Regions from separate parts of the Mus musculus genome. Here region 2 is linked to region 1. A link is a contact called in public Hi-C data. All regions are on one chromosome and are shown on one strand. The core of a region is the stretch at or near the end of the contact, and the rest is flanking DNA. Distances in the headings are between cores, read along the strand shown.

Region 1 (6,274 bases), core at 2,256-4,755:
TTTTATGCAAGTGTACCAGACATGTAAGCTGTTCCAATGAAAACATTTCCTTTCTTTTAGACACATGGTTTTAGGTTTCCAAACTTAGCTTTTTGCATTGATGGAAGAATCTTTAAGACAGACACCAGGTTTTTTCTTTTTCTTGTCTTTTGGGGGGCTGCAGTGGGATGCAGGCGGTGGGGGAGGGGGCAGTTGGATTGTCTTACACATATTTTACTCTTTTAAACAGCCTCATCGGAAAAGGAGCATTTCGCTGATTAGATAATGCTGGTGTTACAGTGTTGCTGCAGAATGCTAGCTCGTCCCCAGTCTGCCCCATCTATGGAGGAAGGAACCAGAGAGGAAGCTAGAATGATCTCTGCATCCTTCCAGGATACAGTGGCAAACAGGCAGGAAGGGCTTGGGCTTAACCTCTCTGCAGAAGGCTGAGCCCTTTAACACTGCTGAGCATGCCACTGAGCCCTGCAGTGGCAAGTGTTGGGCCTGAGCCCAAAGCTGGGATGGAGTTTGAACCCTTGGCATTCTGGCCCAGGGCCAAGTACTATCAATGGAACCCCACTGACACCTTTAGTTATTCTTCCTAGATTAGGATAGTAATTTACTTGTCTCTTTGATTTTAAGTGTCTGGTTTTGTTTCCAGATGCCTCCCAGCTCATCTGTATTCCAGGGGTTTCAAAAGACTTTAACCTCATTGGTTCTTTCCTTTGTCAATTCCATTTGGTGAACACAGGAGGGATATAGAAACTAGAGAGGACAAGGGAGGGCTGTGTGTGTGTGTGTGTGTGTGTGTGTGTGTGTGTGAGAGAGAGAGAGAGAGAGAGAGAGAGAGAGAGAGAGAGAGAGAGGTAAAGCATATGGGGAGGGCTTGGTGAGGCTGCAGAAATAAATGAAAGGCATTCACTTTCAGCATATCAGCTATTATACCAGAGCAAGTCAGGGTGGAATTTAAGAGGTGATGTGTAGGACAGTGTAGTGAAAATGCTATTCGATGGGTTCATGTGGAAAAGCCCTCTAACCAGCAGTAATCTCTGGCTCTCTGAAATGATTGCAGTATATGAAAGAGATGGAGAAACCATAGAAATTGTATCCTAATGCCAATAGGGTAACAGCTCTTGGATTTTAACATGCAATAGAGAAAAGGCATCTATGCATGGGTGTCATCCATGTTTACAAGGGCCTGGCTAGCACTGTTTATTGATTTTATTGCAATTTTCCCCAGGACCCTGTAGATAGATAATTACTGGAAATGTCCATCATTAGCACAACAACAAATACAACCACTGTTCTAAGAAAAAGATTCACATAGGTCCCTGCGAGCAACTATCAATTGGCGAGGAGGAGAGTCACACAATAAACATGTACAGCTATAACTCCAGGCAAACACACACACTCAACACCCTCTGTAGCCATTGCACTGAGAAAATACACACAGCCCCCTGTGCAGCCATCACACATCAGGAAAACACACACACGACACCCCTATGCAACCATCACACCAGGCAAGAGCAGAGACATAAAATGCTAAGTCAATAGGAATGAACAGCTCATAAAAGCCTACTGGAATAGATCACATCACAGCCAGGTACATCTGTTCTCAGCACTAACCATTATCGTTAGCTTAAAATGCTTAAAATCACTGCGCATCCTCAGGTCTAGGGACAGATTATTCCAAAAAGATTCTGCTAAATAGATTTGGCAATGCAGTGAAGGGGACCTCCACTACATTAAAGTGATGCATTTTGCATCTCAAAGGCTGTCAACTGTATTTAGAGGGATTGTGTGATTGAAGAACAATGCTCCAGGACAGGATAGCAATTTTTTCTGGCCCTTCTAAATCTGAAGGTGATTTTTACCCCAAGTTGAGCTAAGTGTGCAATTGAATTGGGTAGCTCTCCAACTGGGAGGTGGCTAATAAAAGCAGAATTGAAACTAGCTTTCAAGTTGTGCTGCAAAGGAAGCCACTGCATCCTGTTTTAAGCTGGAACTCTCAGGTGGGATGTCCTCTGAAAGGTCTTCCTGAGGTCAGACTTCAAGCCACCAACAAGAGCTAAATAAGTAGTAACTACTGTCCTTGCTCCACACGCCTGCATGCCCCTTAGGGGGAATAAAGGAACCACCTCCTACTTCTTTTACCAATGCCTTCTCTTTATCCTCTTGCTGTGGTCTGTGATGTTATCCAAACCCTGTGACACAGGGTCAACACAGCAAGGGAGACTTGGGGTGTCCTGAAGACTGGCCCAAAAGAACTAGGGTTTGAGGTTTGTAGTTCTTTCTGTATTTCAATCACGGTGGCGCTTCATCTTTCTTCTGAGCGAGTTTCTACTGAGAAGTTTCAGACTAGCTTGTTAAGAATGATTTACACCATAATTCTAGGAAAAACAAATGTGAGTGACTGAGATTTGAAAGGAAAGAGTAGGGGGGAGTGCCAGACCAAACAAATCCTAAGTAAATAGGGTGGCTTTGCAAGGGTGGTAATGGGATTTTTGCTTGTTTCCTTACTTAAAAAAAAAAATGACAATGGATTATTAGCAATCATTTCTCTTACCTGGGTAGAGCCAAGCAAAGGACAGGAATGGTTCTATTGGCTCCACACAAGAGCATGATTTTCAGGAAGGACAGGTGTTTCCCGAATTCACATGACAACATCTTAATGAGAATGAACAGAACTGAAAAGGAGAACTAAGATTTCTACTTTTATTTTTTTCCGAATGTGGCAGAAAGTGTTTTGTTAGGGTGAGAGATAAGCATTTTCTATAAAACAATGCCCCAGTGACATGAGGTAATTACATGGTGGCTGGGGCACACCGCATGGTTTACTTAGAGAAATTGCATGATACCTACGTGATGACTATAGTAACACTAGTTACCACTACCACATTATCTCCTGATAACTATATAATTAGTTTGTATCATCAAAGCACCCTAAACGTGTGCCTATTCCAGCTACTCTGGTAGAAAAAAAAAAAATAAACTTTTTTGCAAAGGGAAAAAAAGCTAATGAAGAAAGTTGCCAAGAACAGATATTTTGTAATCTGTGCTAAATCTCTGCTGGAAAACATGAACAGTAACGAAGCTGAGAAGACAGTAAAAGAAATTCGGGGCAAGGTGCCAGACGCCCAGACGGAAGGAGAATGTGGACCAAAAGATTGCGACAATCGGGTAATTATGGTTTATGAATCTCAGCTTTAATCTGTAGTTCAGTGAGTCCTGATTAAATATCTGTTAAACACAATTAAAGTTTGTTTTTGTATTTCACCGTCTTGATCAGAATAATTAGAGACTGCGTGTTTCGTGTCAAAAGTAGCAAGAGGAATTTTAGTGAATGAACATCGTTTTTAAAAGCCATTTGTAGCACCAGCTGTTGGCATTATTTTATATTTTAGTGTTATCAGCATAAAGATGGCCCTCTGGATGCTGAACAGTTTCCAGCAGGACAAGGATGGTGTGCAGTTATGATGGGCACGTGCTGATAAAGCAAGCGTGTTCAGGGTTTGTGTTCTCTACAAACAGTGCTGGGGAGATGGAAACCAGAGACGGGTTCAGGTGGCAGGAGAGAGGAGGCGAGCAAGGCACTAAGCAATGGGACTTCTGGTGGTGTAGTCACCTGCAGCAGCATCTGCAGAGTCTGGATGGCTTGTGAAGATGGGTTGTTTATCTTAGCTGAAGGAAAGACTCAAGGAGGTTATGTTGGAAAAGTACTGGGAGTCTCTCCTGCCCGTGGCTAGAGATGTGAGCCTTACTCCTAGAATTGATGGAGGAGGGTACAGAAAGCACTTACCATATTAATAATTCTTTTCTGGGAAAACTGTGAGTTCTCTAAGCAGGCCATGCTTAATCTAGGTAAAATGGTAAAAGAGGACTATACAAGCCAAAGATGAAACTAAGATTCCTACGTCTTATGCCAAAAAGAGGGGTTAGCAAGTTGCAAGCTGCTAACTATTTAAATACTTTGATGGCACATTAAGATGTCTGTGTAGTTTACCATTGTATGAGCTTAAAGAAATGATATTATCCACTTAGTTTCTTGAGATTTGGGTACCGAGAATATTTTCTTTCCTATTATAGATTAATGGCCTCCAAGGAAATGTATACCGGAATCTTAAGAACCCATGAATATGTTGTCTGATATGACTGTGGGACTTTGCAGATATGATTAAAGGATTGAAGATTATCCAAGATTATCTGAGTAAACCCAAAACGGTCACAAAGGTCCTTAAAATAAAAAGAGGCACAAGGTTCACACCCAGAAGAGGCAGGAGTCAGGAGGGATGGTGCTGCTTTGAAGATGCGGAGAGGAGTCCTAAGCCAAGGAATATAGGCAGCTTTAGAACCTGGAAGATCAAAGATTATAGTCAGCCTTTGGAATGTGGAAAGACAAAGGAAGCAAGTCTTCCTTAGGTCCCCCAGAAAAAACGAGGGGTTGGTGACATGATCATGATTTAGGTGTTATTAGTTGTGTGGGGGAAAGGGTGTTTATTTTGTGTGTGGTGCTGGACATGGAACACAGCACTTTGTGCAAGTTAGACAAATGCTTTACCAATGAGCTGCAAATACAACCCAAAAAAAAATCTTTATTTTTAAGACCTTAAGCTTGTGATATTTTGTTATAGTGGCAAGGATAAATTAATATGGTCTCATGAACCTGCCTTGCAGACTTGAACTATCATTTAAAACTGTCTAGTTAAAAGTATGAGAACAAGTCTCTGAATTTACCCTTCTATGGCCCATTTGAAGTTTCCTTTGTGGCATCCTTTGGAGATGGTGCCTATGATAATAATCAAGTGAACCTGTACTGTAAAATCACGGGCAAGTTTAACCCCATCCCTCTACCACAACTTAGCAGAAGTCCTATCCTCTCAGGAGGAACTAAGAATAATTAGTTTTTCAGTAGTGTTATTTATAGAGATTTCTACCCTCTTCTAATTAACAATTTCTGTTGATCATCTAAAGAAAACAGTTGCCCCCTTCCTCAAAAGAGTGAGTTACACTCTCAAGCCTATCCATGGGTTTCAATTAATTATCAATCATTTACAATTGTGAACCACAAAAACACTACAGCATTGACTAGACTTGCAGGATTTGAGACCAAAATTATGTAAGATTTATTTAACATGAGAAATTAGACTAGCCATTAATTTTCCATGCGATCCTGGCTTTTAATTACTAAAATAAGTGGTTTTGATGGGAATGTACCCAGGAAGCACCTCTTTCTTCTAAAGTTTGTAAAACTATGTTTGAAGATCCAAGTGGGCAGATGCTGCCATTGTCCTGGGCTCATATCATTTGTCATTCATCCATTCACTCAGCAAACATTTGTTGAGCTCTGACTATTCTGCTGCTATAGACAGTAGGAATTTACTAGTGAACAGGACTCTCAAGACATCCTTCCATCTGGAACATTCTAGTTAGAGGAGATGGGTAGGTAATATGTAAAGCCTGAAGAATAAAATGAAGAATAATAAAAATGTAGCCTAACAGAGATGGCACATAAAAAGATAACACTCAACTGATTGTTGAATTATATCAGATATAGCTATATGAAGAACTACAGGGAAATCACTTTGGAAAAAATTAAAAGTAGGAAATAAAAAGATTCAAATAAGCCAGGCATATCAGTTATGAAAGGTCACTGAATGAGAAGTAAGTTACAACTGTGGTCAGATGAAGAGTCAACATGCAGAGAATGCAGGTGTCTTGGGAGAAATTTTGAATTTTATTCCAGTTGTAATGGATTGTGATTCATGTAGGAGAATCTGAGTTCACACTTAAAGAGAATATTGCAGTTGTTATATAGAGACCAGAGTAGAGAACCAGTCTCACCTAGTGGTTTGGTTTTTTTTGTTTTTTTTCTGTTTCTGTTTATTTCTTTTGTTATGTTATTTTTTTTTAATTAAAGCTGAAGATAGATAGCAAGCCATCTCATGGCAGTGTAGTGTGTTGCCTTGTGAAGAATTGAAGATTCTTAATTTGAGCAACCAAACAAGGAAATCGGATCTATGAAGGCTAGTGTTCCCTGCCTGTTTCATGTGAAGGCTTGTGTGGGGGCCTAAAAATGTTCTTCCTGAAAGGAAAAGGAAATGTGTACACAGTCCAGTGATGTTTCCAATGGATCTGTGCTATTTTGGGAGATGTGAGTAGGTGGGTTAGTAAAATAACTGAAAAGTCAAAACTGAAAACCCAAAACCTCAATAGGTGAGGGAATGCCTGAGACTGTGGGCCCATCCCTTTTTACTAAGGTTCACTAGACGTCTGCCTCTATTTCTTAAAAACTGAC
Region 2 (6,274 bases), core at 2,114-4,613, 390 kb after region 1:
CCCCCTTCCTCCTTTACCCTCTCTTCCTCTCTCCCTACTTAAACCTCTCTCACCCATTATTCCATTTTTCTCCTTCCTCCCACCTATGATGCTAGCTGTGGTGGTGCATGCTTATTAAAGAGGCAGATGGAGCATGAGTTTGAAGTTAGCCTGGATGATGATTACTAACCACATCTATGGTTTTATATTATCAGCCTGTATTCTCTAGTGTATCCCCAAAACCCCTCTATGACCTCACTTACTGAAAAGGGGAAGGGGGTGTTTTTAAAACTTTTAAATAATACAGCATCAGCCACATAGAAGACAGTTAAATGTGAGTCTTGAGAAGTCTACTCTCATGTCTTGGGTGTATACTGCGCTTTTCCTAAATCTCTCTTTCCCCTAATGTCTAATCGGTTAAATCGTAAATCGGTTACTACTTTTTTCCCTATAAACTCTTACTCTGCTTCATTCAGACTCAGACTGAAATTCTTTTCTGCAGTGAAGTCCAGAAGCCAGGCTGCACCTGGAGGAGGTCTCTGAGAGACCTCCCCAGATTGCTGCAGGCTACAGGGTAGAGCTGAGTCACCTACAACCACTGAGAAAATGAAGAAGAGTAGACAGAGTTCTAGAGAGACACTGGAACCGCCCCTCCCTCCTTCCCCAGTCCCCACCCCTCCTCTCTACCCCAGTGAAAGTGTGCCTATATGTTCAACACACACACACACACACACACACACACACACACACACACACACACACAGATGACTGACTGAGGCCTAGGTGCATGGCCCTTAAAGAAGAGGTTCTGGGATCAGAATGCAGCTAATGTTTCATTTGACTGAGTTGGTCATATAAGGGTGTCTTTTTGCAATTTGCCTCTAATTTGCAGAAGGGCATCATTTTGCTCGCCACAACCGTATTAACACACACGTTACCTTTCACCACTTAAAACCCAACCAGTAAGAACAAACTTTGAGTTGTCTTCTGTCTCCTATAGGAAAACCCCCAGAATGCATAGCGCTCCTGATAACCTAAAAGCTGAAGGAAGAGCTGTGCCTCCGATCTCAATAGGGCAGGGGCTTACATTTCATAATGGACTGTCCTCAGCAAACCTCAAAACAGAGCTCCCCACCCCCGTCCTAGGAAAGAAAACGGGCCTCAGAAAAGCTGTCTCCATTCTCCTTCCCAGCAGTGTGCAATACACAGCATTAAAATCTGTTCATGTGATGCCAGATAGCTGGTCAATTCATTAGAAATGCAGTCATTCACACAGACCTTTGGTCCTCACACAATGCCAGTCATCAGCCTGACAAACTTGACCAAATGGATTCAGTACTTTTTTGGTCATGAAGCCCTGGTCCATAATAGCAGGGTAGTAAGAGATAGGAAAAAAAGAAAAAGAAAAAAGAAAAAGAAAAGAAGGAAAGGAAATGATAAAAGGGATTTTGAAAGCAAGTAATAAATACTATTGTCATTAGATTCTTAGGCTTGGCTCTGGATGCTTGGATTAAAGCCTCCTTTTTCCTTTTAAAAAATCAGAGTGGGAGTTCTCTGTTCACAAGCCCCCACCCCACAGCTCCGGCATCTTCCCAGCAGGTCAGTCCCCTCCCACCGCATCCTGGGTCAGGGCTGACTCAAGGAGGCCGCTGAGAACGTGTCAGGGAAGGAGGACATGACCAAAGCGCTGAAAATTAGAGTCCTCCGAGAGGAGCCCCGGAATAATGCAACCAAATTCATTCACCAGAGAGATCTTTAAGTGGCTCTCAAATGGCACCCATCACACAAGCAAGCCTCCGCGCCTTTGCAGAGAGCACAATAGGTACCAGATGAGTCACAGGCACCTTGGATTTTTAGTTTGCATCTAAATAAGCACTTTATATTTGCAAAGGGCTTTCCAGTCATTTGCAAAAAGCTTTCTCCTTCAACAACTCCACCAGGGGAGTCCACAGAACTAAAGATTTATTGAGCCCCCTGTCTGACCAAATAAAAGGTGGTGAAAAGCTGCCTTCAGAGCTCTGGGCTCATTAAACCCAGGCAGGGAGTTAGAGTCAGGCCCTCCCACTCAGACCGGGCTCGTCTTTCCCCCAGCAGTCACGGCGAGAACCCCCCACTTGAGGTTAATGATAGCTTCAGCTGGACAGTCATGATATTAAGACCTTAATGAGCGATCGGCCACGTCGACCGAGAATCAGAGGGCGCTCCATGTGTGCTGAAGGTCCTGCTGTCCCTCGTCACAAGTCCCAAGCTAGACCCTGATCTTCCAGAGATTTAGACAGTCCCCCATTCTTGACAAAAGTTAGGGAAGGTCACCTGTGAAGGTCACGCCTGCAGCGCACCACTAGAAGTATAATTTCCTGTTATCCTAATTTGTGTGAATGCACAGGCAACAAAAACAAATATAGCTATCATTTATAAACAGTCCAGCAAAGTAGGTACATTGTCCCATTACATGTGCACATGTCAGTGGGCGTATGCGTATGTACACACACACACACACACACGGGTGGGGTGACTAGAATCACAAAGCTATTAGGTAATAGATGAATGGAACCAAAAGTCACTGCCCATCTTTTTATTTCCCCAGGGCTGGGGATGGAACCTACCACTTAGAATGTGCTAACCTTTGCATTCTTCCATGGAGAGACAGCTCCAGGGTTATGTTAGCTCAAGCCACCAACACAAGTCTGTGATCCTCCTGCCTCCACCTTCACCCCCTGAATGCTGACCTTGTAGGCATGTGCCACCAAGCCAGCTTGTGCAGCCAATATCTCCTACAATAAACTGCCCTGGAGCCTCACCCTGGGGCCCCTAGCTGTTAAGTCACACTGCCAAGTTCAGTATCTAAGCCTTACAGCAAAGCGACTCTAGGCTGTTTGGTTCCTTGTGCCCGTTTAACATCAACAACTACCCCAGCCCTTCAACAGTGGCTCACACAAGAAAGTTCTCGACACTTGTCTGATAAATAAATTTAATGTGCACTGCCTGACAACCAGGAGGGGGAAAAAATCACAATCATAAAACCTAAAGTCACACAGAACAATCATGAATCTCTTAGGCTAGCCCAATAATGATGGCGATACAGTAAGAACTGCCTTTTGGATTTTAAGTTGTATTAAAAAACAAACAAACAAACAAAAAACTTCACAAATGTAATCTCATTCAATAGCTGTGAACAGTTCTGTTAGACAGAAAATTTGAGTCAGAAAACTCCAGCCGCGGGCCTCACTGTCTGACAAGCTAGCTGCAAAGCTGGATTTCAGCCCTAGGGCTTTACCAGAGCGAACATTGACTGCACTCGGGTCGGCTGAGTACTCTACAGGAGAGAGGGCCGAAAGAACTAGATGCTGCAACACAAAGAAGGGAGTGGGACTGGGAACACCTCCAAGGGAGGTGGCCCTAGCCAGGGTTCCTTCTCCAGCCAAGCCGCGCCAAGCCAAGCCTGACCCAGCGCCTCCGCGGTTGGCCTTGAGCAAATCGCTCAGAGAGGAAACCAGAGGCTAAACAAGTCTCGCAGGGTGAGAATGCGGGGTCCTCGCAGGGCTCCAGGAACTAAGTGGGGAGGTTTTCCGGCTCTGCCTCCCCACAGAGCCTGGAGAGCCCCCAGGTGAGTCGTGAACTTCTCACCCCGGCAGAGCTGGCGAAGTTCTTGCTGCATTTTGGTGCCCTCCAATGGTGGATTTTGGAACAGCCTCGAGGTCTTAGCCACCCACCTATGACATGCTGGAGGGGGCCTCATTTATTCTAACGGCTTAATCATTTAAGAAGAAGAAGGGGGGAAAAAAAACATACTGTGACAATAAAAGACTGTAGTCTTGTCTCTCATCTCTTACCCCAAGTGAGCAAGAAGGTTTGACAGAAATTCTCCCTAATGCAGACTCTCTCAGACTTGTCTAATAAGATACATTAGATGTTAAAAATACACGTCTCTGGGTTTTACTTTAGAAGTACCTCATGGAAACCACTAGGGAAATAACTTGGGGACGTTCATTTTAACAGTACACCCCCACACTCTCCAACTCCCACCCCCACGTTCCCCACACCCTAACACGCTGGCAATTAGCAGAGTCAAGATACTTGGGGAGGTTCAGTTCTGAGCATTCACACTGGTCTCCCGAGTACAAACAAGTGGGATGCCAGCAAACCCATGTTTCCCTGCAGGGCTAAGACAGCTACATGTGCCTTGGACAGGGAATGGGGTCCTTGTCAAAGGCACTGGTCCTAGAGATGGGAGACCTGGCTCTGCAAGGACAACTCCAGTCTGAAACTTTAGATCTATCCTGCCTTCCCTGAAGTTCTGGCTCCTCTCATAAAAAGAGCTACGTTCAGTATAGTCTCTTGCTCATAGAAGTGATGGAGCCTCCAAAGAGCTGATGAGCATTAAAGTGTGTTTAAGACAGCATGCCATTCCCACTAGTGTGCTAGAACCATGCTGGTGAGAGCAATATTCCAGGAATGTTTCAAGTTGGTAATCAAGCCTTTGGTGGTGGCTTGACATGAGCAGTGGTGGGAGTATTTGCGCAACAAAAATTGATGCATGTTACAAATTGGGGCTTTGTGTGTGTGTGTGTGTGAGAGAGAGAGAGAGAGAGAGAGAGAGAGACAGAGAGACAGAGAGACAGAGACAGAGAGACAGAGAGAGACAGAGAGAGACAGAGAGAGCAAGAGAGGAAAAGAAAGAAAGAGGAAAAGAAAGAGAGAGGAAAAGAGAGAGAATTGTTAGCACATCACTGAATATTTAGCATGTCTGGATTCTTTTACCCGTTAATTTTTTTTTGCCCACACATTTTGGTGTGTGATGTTTTTGTTTATTTTCAGTTTTTATAATAACATTTTATATATAAAAAAGCTAGTATGAAAAACAAGGAGGACTTTGCCTACAGCAAGCCCAAGCCAAAGAACGTGGTTGCCATCTTCCCACTCTCCAGACTTCAGCTAGCTGTAGCAGTTCCTCCATGACAGCAGCAGGATTTAAGTCTCAGCCCCTCCTCCAAAGGCTCCTGGGGTCACCATGAAGTGACCCTAGTGACCACATTTGATTTGGAGCCCTAGCAGAAAAGAAGTCCTCAAACTGATAGGCCTGGAGGACCACCAGGTGGGGGTGTGCTGTGTAACTGCTCCAGAAGAAAAGAATGGGGCTACCATGGACCCCCTTGGAATCCATGGGGACTCAACAGACTTTAACTCAAGAACCCCATTTCTCCCTCTTCAGAAGGAAGCCACTCGCTCTCATCTCAAGACTCACAGCAGTCTTTATGCTGTTCTGTCAGGAACACAGGTGTTAATTCTTGGAAAGTAGCTACATAAGAGGCACAGGTGGAACACGGACATTGGACACACAGGGACAAACAGGGAACATCGCTCAACCTCTGCTCACCCAGCATGCATCTTGCTTTCCCTCAGCCCAAGCTTTGCGGTGTACAAGGCAGAGTAAGGAGGCTCCTGCCCTAAATCTGGCATCCTGCCTCCCCGGAAACCAAAAAGACAAAAATTGTCGCTCTATATTTAGACCCATATCTAAATTCCCCGGAGCCTGGCTCAAGGATTAGACCGTTCTCTCATGGCCACTGAGACGGGCGATAGCTGCCTACTTGCTTCGCACATGGACCTCTAGGGAATACTGAGCTATAAGATGCTTTGAGCCGTTTGGGAACCTAAACCAAATGGCTAATCTCTCTCCATCGGTGAGACAAGCCCAACGATGGCTTAAGATACTGACACTCAGGATGTCAGTGCAATTGATTGGCACTGAAACATTATAAGTTCAAAGACAAAAGTATCTGTCTGAGAGATACTAGGGAGGCTACGATTGAACTCCCAGGGAGAAGGATGGATAGAGGGCTAGACAAAGACTGTAGGAAAATATCCACCAGCAAGGCCAGCTTGGCTGAAGCATGAGTGCATGCCAGGAATCAACAGAAGATCATGTTCACAAAGGAAGCTGAGCTCATGCTGAAGAAAATCAATTTTAGCCTGTGTGTAAAAGAGGAACCAATGACAGTATATTTATTTTCTGCTGCGGTGGGACAAATTATCACAGGTTTAAAAATATAAACTACAACCACTTTAACCTCACAATCCCCGTAGGTCGGAACACCGCAGAGTAGTCATGGTTTGCAAGACAGAGCCCAAGGTGTGGGTTATGTTGTGTTGTGTTCTTTATCTGAACCGTAGAATAGTCCTCCTTACAAACTCAGGTTGTCAGTACCATTCGGTGTCTTACAATGGTAACAATGTGGTTCTTACTATCTTGCATGATGTCTTCCAGGCTTCTACTGGCCTCTTGCTAGTCTGT

What was found. Hi-C and Micro-C count contacts between places; a contact is called where the count stands out from the background.
Region 2: a contact with region 1 is called in a Hi-C map of uterus, with 4 times the contacts expected there. The contact joins two enhancer-like sites. A contact is called at or near these places in 2 of 484 Hi-C or Micro-C datasets (nephron progenitors and uterus), 2 of 115 datasets of contacts at active chromatin or transcription factors (embryonic stem cells and heart atrium) and 1 of 9 other capture datasets (embryonic stem cells).

What each region holds. Positions count from the first base shown.
Region 1 is chr16:43,407,351-43,413,624 of GRCm38.p6, forward strand. All of the region lies in intron 4 of Zbtb20 (zinc finger and BTB domain containing 20), which reads left to right. Gm15713 (predicted gene 15713) reads right to left here. Exons shown (of 5, transcript NR_046026.1): 5 at 3,168-4,331. Among named protein-coding and RNA genes, the nearest start is that of Gm15713, 9.7 kb to the right of the region's middle. Within about 2 kb of position 3,506, at least 33 of the 459 cell types and tissues checked have an H3K27ac peak or open chromatin away from gene starts, as enhancers often do. A contact at or near this core is called in uterus, where this site is marked.
Region 2 is chr16:43,798,583-43,804,856 of GRCm38.p6, forward strand. The region is part of intron 2 of Drd3 (dopamine receptor D3); the gene reads left to right. Among named protein-coding and RNA genes, the nearest start is that of Gm26074, 32 kb to the right of the region's middle. Within about 2 kb of position 3,364, at least 150 of the 459 cell types and tissues checked have an H3K27ac peak or open chromatin away from gene starts, as enhancers often do. A contact at or near this core is called in uterus, where this site is marked.